Regions from separate parts of the Mus musculus genome. Here regions 2 and 3 are each linked to region 1. A link is a contact called in public Hi-C data. All regions are on one chromosome and are shown on one strand. The core of a region is the stretch at or near the end of the contact, and the rest is flanking DNA. Distances in the headings are between cores, read along the strand shown.

Region 1 (2,700 bases), core at 145-2,644:
CCCGGCATATTTTGGAACTCTCCTTTCTCAAAAACCTTTAAAAAGTGAAGTGTGATGATAAGATGATTCCAATGATTTTATTCTCTTTCTGCAACACACATGTGTACACATGTACACACACACACACACACACACAAACACACACCCCATAATCATTGACAAAATATATGTCATATATTGCTCTATAAAGGATTCAACATGATCAACAGAAATTCAAATTATATTGAAAAATAAAATGAATAAGAAGCAAATGAGATGGGACAAGAAGAAAAGGAAGATTGGGTACAAATTGCATCCATAAAGCTTTATCTTGCCAATTGTAATGACCTTGACTCTAACTTTCGGAAGAGAAGGCAGGCTTTAAGGGCTCCATGTGACATCCTGTTGACAAGGTTAGCAAAAGCAAAGAAGATGCAGATGGAAATGGGGCTGTGTTACAACCCCAAAGTTCCTTGTCTTGATTGTTATACAATGTCCTCTTGGGACTATCGACGATGGCTCTGGTGGTGCTCACGGACATACCTGCCCATCTGTGAGACAGGGAAAGCAGGATGCCAGCCAGAAACACTCCATTGATCCAAGGTAATATACAGAAGTTGTAGATCTGGAGTCAGGGTTCTCTATCATTTAACAGATAAGTTTGTCATTAAACCCATAACACCAGGCTGATCGTAATATTTCAGATACATTTCTTAAACTAAATGTAAGATAGAGTCTATCACACCCTTCAACACTTCAGGTCATTCTTCACTCTTCCAATTTTGCTTAGAGGATCAGTGCGTTTGGTTGATTCAAACAGGTCATGGGCATTAGAACAAATGTTTTCAGAAGGAAAAAAAAAACAGTCTGGAGGGAGTAGTGGGGGAGTTGGGAGATAGAATTTAGGTAGAATTTAGTTAGGAGATAGAATTTAGCCTGAGGGGGGTTATTGGCTAAACCCTCAGCAAGTAAGAGAAAAATTAAAAAAAAAAATTGTGGAGATCAGACAATCATAAAAGAAGTATTCTTGCTAAAGGGCAAAGAAATGTCTTTCGCTTATTATTTGTTTGTTTGTTTGTTTGTTTGTTTGTTTATTTTCTAGAGCACCAGGAACATAAATTTTCTTATCTGAAAATGAGCAGGTTACTGCTGTACCAATTTCGAACATCTTTCTGTGTTGAATGCTTGCAAAAGCATTAGTCAGTTAGCGTTTTGGTGGACTCGGAGATGGGGAAAAGAGGAACAGGGCTAATCCTCAAGGCCCCAGAGCCAAGCTTCCATCTGAGAAGCAGCCAAGAGCTTCTGAAGCAGTCCTATGACTCACGGGATGGAGCCACAGCCTCGTGCTGTGCAAATCAGCTCTCCAGCTCCAAGCAGAGGCTCAGCCCTGGCAGGAAGGCACTTCCAAGGAATTCAGATCTTCTGCCAACAGGATCACTTGAGTCATCTTTCAACATCACATTCCAACCCCAGTGTTCATGCTGAGTCCTCCTGTGTTCATGGGGAGACTGGCCTGGCTTTGGCTGTCTGCAGATTCACAGTATCAGAATGTTACCCAGACATCCAGAAAATGTTAAGTACTTCTCACCTACCAACAACTGCTTTTCAGCTTCTCTTAAAAACTATAGCTGTCTCTTGTGAGGCCATGCCAGTGCCTGGTAAATACAGAAGTGGATGTTCACAGTCATCTATAGGATGGAACACAGGGCCCCCAATGGAGGAGCTAGAGAAAGTACCCAAGGAGCTGAAGTGGGTCTGCAACCCTATAGGTGGAACAACAATATGAACTAATCAGTACCCCCAGAGCTCATGTCTCTAGCTGCATATGTATCGGAAGGTGGCCTAGTCAGCCATCATTGGGAAGAGAGGTCCCTAGGTCTTGCAAACTTTATATGCCTCAGTAAAGGGGAACTCCAGGGCCAAGAAGTGGGAGTGGGTGGGTAGGGGAGCAGGTATAGGGAACTTTCGGGATAGCATTTGAAATGTAAATAAAGAAAATAAAAAAAAAACAAAACAAAAAAACCTATTCCCAGTATGAAAACATTTATTCTTTTCTTTCTGCTTAACAGTGTTGTTTGACTAGTGTAAAAAAATAAACCTCCAACCACCAATAAAAGCCAACAAAGCAAACCAATGCCCTGTGCAAGTGTTCCTATTCTCCAGCAGACCAAGTGCCACGAATGTGTCATTTTGTCACTTTCACAGGTGCCATCACCTGGAGTCTATACACAACTGCATAGCTAGAAACATATTGTTAATCCAACGAGGTTTTCTTTTTCAAATCAGATAGTAGCAACACAACCAAATCAAGGCATGCATAAATGTGTCTGTTTAATTCTAGGGCTGTGTTGGCAAGGGGTGGCTATGTGTTGACTTCCAGACCCATTATCACTCATTGCTCTTGTCCACACCTCCTGCCACTCCTTTCTCTCTATATCCCCCAGCCACATATATAGGCATGCTCATGGATGTGCCTATGTGTGAGTGTGGAGGCCAAGGGTCAGTGTTGGGTGTTTTCTACAGTTGCTCTCCAGTTGTGTTTTTATGGAAAGGTCTCTCACCACAGTTACTGCAATCTGTTCTTGGGGCTCTGGTGAAGCCACCTCCTCAGCTGGCCTCAGTAGTCATTCCAAAGTTTACAAACGGCACATCAGTACTCACAAGTATGACTGTCAGGGCATGGGGTGGTGCTCACTAAGGGAATCAAAAACAGAAGTGAAA
Region 2 (2,700 bases), core at 167-2,666, 65 kb before region 1:
TATAGAGGGAGAGCAGGCTCTGTTTCACAGTCTGTCAGGGGTTTGGAAGACTCCATGAATGTTACCTTTTGAAAATACTCCCCCACCCCCGTTCTCTCTCTCTCTCTCTCTCTCTCTCTCTCTCTCTCTCAATTTTCTCGGCCCAAGAGGAAGCTTCATGCTCTCTATGACACAGACTGGTCTCCACAAGGAGAGAGGATCCGAGCCCTATAGGTAGGAAATGACAGGTGTCTGCAGGTTTGAGGTGAAGGTTGCTGGCGCTGCTCTTGTACCAGCCAGAAGATCAAAAAACGACTTCTGAAAAGGGCAGAACGGGGTGGTATTTTAAAGTTTACACTGAGCTTGTAGAGACAATCAGTTCTCAACCACTTCCTTTTCAGTCACAGAAAGGCCTGGAGTGCTGGGATAGGGTTTGAGAGAGAAACGAGCTTAAGGAACCGGGCAATCTTGCCAGAGACTTCTGCCCCTACCACTTTTCACACCTGCGCTGCCCAGTTTCCAGTTCAACCCTGAGCCAGAGAGGCTGCCTAAGCCTCTGGCCTCTGGGTCTGCCTGTTTTGTCCCTTCCAAATGCTTCTAGCAGGCACAGATGCTCTCACGGTCGCGTCCCTCTGGTGCATCTTGGAGAAACACTGGCAAACAGTGCTTTTCTGAGGAGCAGAAGGGCTGCTTAAGCGCCAGCAACAGGTCCATGCTGAGATTCCTCTGTCCTTCACCGGCCCCTCCTTCCACCCTCGCTACTGGGGTCCGCGGGGTAAAGGGGGGGATCTACTTCCCCCTTCCTCCTGGGTCACCCACAACAACCCAGGAAGGCAAACATCAGGTTTGCACTGTTTCTTTGGATAAACGCCTGGCTAAATGCTTCTAATAATGAATGGCCTTTCGCTGGACACTCGCTTGAACCGAAGAGAGGACCTCACTGGAGAACACCAAAAAGAAAATAACTAGAAAGTGGAAAGGAACACGGCCGGCGGCGGCCTCTAGGATCCAGACAAAGACATCTGAGTCTGTCCCTTTGCAGTCGCCCATCTCTCCTTCCTGCCTAGAGATCTGATTTGGTCCTACTGCGGCTCCCTAAGAGCCTTTAGATCCGACGTCCCTTCACTGGGGACCTTGAGCTGAGATCCCAGGGCTGGAAGGCTCCGATTCTAGCCGGAGCTGGAACCTGGTGGCCTCAACACTTGCGGGATGCTGCTACTGGGCCACAGTCCCTGCCTTGCCCACAGGAACCTAAACATCCCCGCGTCCTAGGTTAAGGTGGTTAGGGCGAGGGGGTAGGCTCCTGGACCAGCCAGGTCGAAGCGATGAAACAGCAACTTCTTCTTCTTCTTTTTTTCCCCCTGGCAGGGAGGAGGGAAATTCGTCGGAGGAGGTCGGTGGAGACTCCTCCTTCGCTCCGCCCGGAGGCAGCCAGAGCTCCGCTAGCGGTGCGTCTCCGCCCGCCCGAGCGTTTCCATAAATCAGGCCGCTGGCAGGCTGCTAATTAGCTCCGGCCGAAAAGAATGAGAGTTCTGTAGCACACGGTGGGTTGGGAGTGGGGGCCCAGTAGGTGGGAGATCAGAATTCCCCAGGATTAACGGGGGGACTCCTTGGGGGCATCTCCGCGCTCCCTGCCCGAGCCACCTCCGATCACCTCCTGCCAGCAAAGGCCCGCAAGTTCGGGCCTCCAGATCCCGCGCCTCCCGCACTGCGCGCACCTCTGCAGTCGACCTGGCCCGCCCACCCACGCCGAGGCCCCCTCTCCCACTCGCTGAGCATGCCTGGCGTTAATTAACTCCCCCTTCACCCGGTGCAGTATCGGAAGACTTTCAAAACTCGTCCCAAAGTGTTTCCTTCTCAAGCCTGAAGGCAGCGTTTGGAACGACCCGCAGAAAAGGGGGGCGGGGTGTGGATCTGGGGGAAGGGTTGGTTGCACCGGGATTTGAGATAACAAGACTTCCCCAGCGATTGTGTGGGTAGAGGGATGGGCTGTTGTAACCTCATCCCCTCTCCCCTAGTGAAAAGGCAAGACGGTCAGGGAAGATTAAAAATAACATTAAAGTTGGATTATTGATTTCCATGTAAATTGCCAGCCGAGAGAGCTACTTCTGTTTATTTTCTCTTTTCCTCCCCCACGCTTCTCTAAGCCCTCTGGGCTCTGCGCCCTCGGAGCCATTCCCACCCTCCTTAGGGACGAGACTCCTAGATGACATCACCAAGGAGAACGGCGGCCTCCCCGCCCCTGGCCTCAAGACCCCTGAGCAGAGATTGACAGGTGTCTCTAGCAAAGACAATGCCTTCCAGGTGTCAGTATTCCCGTTCCACCCCTCCCACTCCGCCCTCTTTGCTCCTTTCCCTTAACAACTCTCCTACCCACCCACTCTTCCTCCACGAGGCTTGTTCCTACCCCACCCCCACCCCCAACTCCTTGCTCTTTGCATCTGGGCACTAAGCTTCAGGTCCTGAGACTTAGGCAGGGAGCCGACGCCGAGGGGCCCGGATGGCGCTGGTGTTGTTTGTGCCCGAGGGGGAGGCCAATCCGAGATGCCAAAGGCTCGAGTGAGGGTCCAGGAGGTGGCAGGGCCCAAAGCGGGTAAAGGGTAACCGAGTGAGCATTTTCAAGGAGCCAGCTCAGTCTCTAGATTTCTGTCTTGACGTTATTCTCTACCCTCCACCCGCGATCTCTCCTCTTCTCTTCTCTCTCTCTCTCTCTCTCTCTCT
Region 3 (2,709 bases), core at 103-2,602, 93 kb before region 1:
GCTAGGACCGGGCTGCTCCCGCTGCCGCCATGGCGGGGCCGCTGCGCTCCGGCCAATGACGACGAGGGGGCGGCGCGCGCGCGCCGGGCCAGGCCAACCCCGGCGGCTGCCTTATAAGGCGCGCCGTCGCCATGGCAACGTGCGCTAAGTTGCAGCAGTCGTGTCAAAGTTCACTATATAGAGAGCTCAGTGAGCTGATCGCGGAGAAGCCACTTCTGCCAGCCCCGGCGCCTATAAATCGCATTCCCTCCCGCGCCCCCCTTTTTAGCATATTTGATCACTTTGATTCTGCTCTTTTCTCTCCGCGGTGTGTGCGTGCGTGCGCGCGTGTGTGTTTTCTTCTCCTCCTCCTCCTCTGCCGGAGTTGCCTCCTTTCTCCGGGTGCCGCGCTGCTCTTCCCTCTTTCATTCTTTCTCTCCGTTTCTCCCCCCTCTGCGCACGAAGGATGCGCTTCTAGGTGCTGATCTGCCCTCCTTTCTCTCTTATCATCTCTCCCCCGCCGCCGGCGAGTTGACTCTTTCCCTATGTGTGTGAGGCGGCGGCGGCAGCAGCAGCAGCAGCAGCAGCAGCAGCGGCTCCACCGGCGGCGGCAGCAGCGGCAGCAGCAGCGACTCCACCGGCGGCGGCGGCGCTAGACGCAGCGGCTCCGGGCCCGACCCGGAGGCTTCGGCGGCGGCGGCGGCGGCCCGGGCGGCCCGCGGAGAGCAACGAGCGGCCTCCGAGAGCGGCGGCGGCGGCGGCGGCGTCCGGAGCGAGCGCGGCGCGCGCCAGGCGCCCGGGGCAGGAGGCGGCGGCGGCCCAGCGCCAGGACGACGCCGCGCAGCGCCGGACGCGGACCACTTTCATGCTGATTCCCCCGGACCCGGGCAGAGCTCCGGCCACTCCGCGGGCCGCCGGCCTCCGCCCCGGCCTGCCTGGCTCCCAGGGCGCGCCCGCGCCCGGCGCCTCCGCTCTCCCAGTCCTCCTGATTTCGATGGCTTTCCTGAATGGCTGACTGTGGGCTGCCCTGGACTTGGCCCCCGGACAGTCGCCTCTCCTTCTCCTTCTCCTCTTCCTCCTCCTCCTCTTCCTCCTCCTCCTTCTCCTCCTCCAACTCCTCCGCTGCACACTAGATCTGAGAGCGAGAGAGTGAACCAGAGAGGGAGAGAGGGAGGGAGAGTGAGAGCGAGCGAGATCTTTAGAGAGATTTTTTTTTTTTTTTTTTTGCCTCCTACTTCTGTCTTGAAGCCAGACAATCGACTTGCAGCTCTCCCTCCCCTCCCTCTCTCCACGTTCTGCTCCCACTCTCTTTCCCCTGTCCCCTTGCCCTCCCCTCTGGACGGAAAGCCCCCCGAAACCAACAAAGCTGAGCCGAGGGAAACAAACAAAACAAACACACCGGGCCAGACAAGCAATCGACAAAACTTTGCAAAAGCAAAAACAAAAAAACAAAAAAGGAAAAACTAACCAACCTCAAATCAACTAGCCCTGAGCCACCCGGGGCGCCCTCCCGCGCCCTCTCGCACCCTCGCACACACAAAAGGCGGCGCGCCGGAGCCCGAGACCCGGGAGCCGCCGCCACCCCGCCGCCGCCCGCAGCCAGGGGAGCAGAAGTCCGGACGCGGCCCCCATAGATATGGCAATGGTAGTCAGCACGTGGCGCGACCCCCAGGACGAGGTGCCCGGCTCTCAGGGCAGCCAGGCCTCGCAGGCGCCGCCCGTGCCGGGCCCGCCGCCTGGCGCCCCGCACACGCCACAGACGCCGGGCCAAGGGGGCCCGGCCAGCACGCCGGCCCAGACAGCGGCTGGCGGCCAGGGCGGCCCTGGCGGCCCGGGCAGCGACAAGCAGCAGCAGCAGCAGCACATCGAGTGCGTGGTGTGCGGGGACAAGTCGAGCGGCAAGCACTACGGCCAGTTCACGTGCGAGGGCTGCAAGAGCTTCTTCAAGCGCAGCGTGCGGAGGAACCTGAGCTACACGTGCCGCGCCAACCGGAACTGTCCCATCGACCAGCACCACCGCAACCAGTGCCAGTACTGCCGCCTCAAAAAGTGCCTCAAAGTGGGCATGAGACGGGAAGGTATCGGCCTCTCATTTCTTCCCCCTTCGCCCGCGGTCCCGGGGCTCTGGGTGCGTTTGGCTAGCCTGCTCTGGGTAAGGACTCAGAAGCCCCGAGCTCTCCCGGTTGCAGTCGGAGGGGATTTGGTACTAGGAACCGGGGAGGGGGGTGGGGGTCTGCACTGCAACCCAGATCAGCCCCCACCCCCATTACAGTCCGCATGCTTTAGTAGACTTTCCTTCTCCACTCTTTCTTCCTCTCCCCCTCTCTCTCTTTCTCCCTCTCCGGACAGCTTTTCCTTTCCTTTGCATTGATTGAGAGTTCATTAGAGTTCACCTTTCTGCAAGGAATGGGTTGTTTGTTGTTGTTTTAAAGTCCCCCCCCTCTCTCTTCCCTTTCTCTCTTTCCTTGTTTTTCCTGCATGTTCAACATATGTCCCTCCTCCTTACCCCTCTCCCCAACCCCCACCTTTTCAGAAAAAAAAAAAAACAACCTGAGATTGTACTTTTGTACAGGAGGTTCAAATTACAAATGGCAATTTTATGCACTTCGCCGTATTAACGCTGCCGCCTGGGCAGAGCTCATGTGACCCCTCCGTGGATTAACATTCTGCTTTAAAAAAATACCTCTTGTTTTCTTTTTTTTTCCTTTCACTTTTGAAACCCTGAGAGCA

Evidence for each region. A called contact is a pair of places that touch in the nucleus more often than the background predicts.
Region 2: a contact with region 1 is called in a Hi-C map of pancreatic cancer cells, with 3 times the contacts expected there. The contact joins two enhancer-like sites. A contact is called at or near these places in 1 of 15 datasets of contacts at CTCF or cohesin (the NIH/3T3 cell line), 16 of 484 Hi-C or Micro-C datasets (the C2C12 cell line, adipose-derived mesenchymal stem cells, arterial endothelial cells and 10 more) and 3 of 115 datasets of contacts at active chromatin or transcription factors (embryonic hindbrain, embryonic stem cells and pancreatic cancer cells).
Region 3: a Hi-C map of muscle stem cells shows a contact between it and region 1, with 2.4 times the contacts expected there. The contact joins the promoter of Nr2f2 here to the enhancer-like site in region 1. A contact is called at or near these places in 1 of 39 promoter capture datasets (embryonic stem cells), 1 of 15 datasets of contacts at CTCF or cohesin (the NIH/3T3 cell line), 4 of 484 Hi-C or Micro-C datasets (the HL-1 cell line, embryonic stem cells and muscle stem cells) and 1 of 9 other capture datasets (adipose tissue).

What each region holds. Positions count from the first base shown.
Region 1 is chr7:70,265,940-70,268,639 of GRCm38.p6, reverse strand. All of the region lies in intron 1 of Gm29683 (predicted gene, 29683), which reads left to right. Among named protein-coding and RNA genes, the nearest start is that of Gm35325, 60 kb to the right of the region's middle. Within about 2 kb of position 1,394, at least 51 of the 459 cell types and tissues checked have an H3K27ac peak or open chromatin away from gene starts, as enhancers often do. A contact at or near this core is called in the NIH/3T3 cell line, adipose-derived mesenchymal stem cells, muscle stem cells and 1 more, where this site is marked.
Region 2 is chr7:70,330,612-70,333,311 of GRCm38.p6, reverse strand. All of the region lies in intron 1 of Gm29683 (predicted gene, 29683), which reads left to right. Among named protein-coding and RNA genes, the nearest start is that of Gm29683, 5.9 kb to the left of the region's middle. Within about 2 kb of position 1,416, at least 109 of the 459 cell types and tissues checked have an H3K27ac peak or open chromatin away from gene starts, as enhancers often do. A contact at or near this core is called in the NIH/3T3 cell line, adipose-derived mesenchymal stem cells and pancreatic cancer cells, where this site is marked.
Region 3 is chr7:70,359,236-70,361,944 of GRCm38.p6, reverse strand. It overlaps Nr2f2 (nuclear receptor subfamily 2, group F, member 2), which reads left to right and starts at 1,352. Exons shown (of 3, transcript NM_009697.3): 1 at 1,352-2,057. The coding sequence starts at 1,616.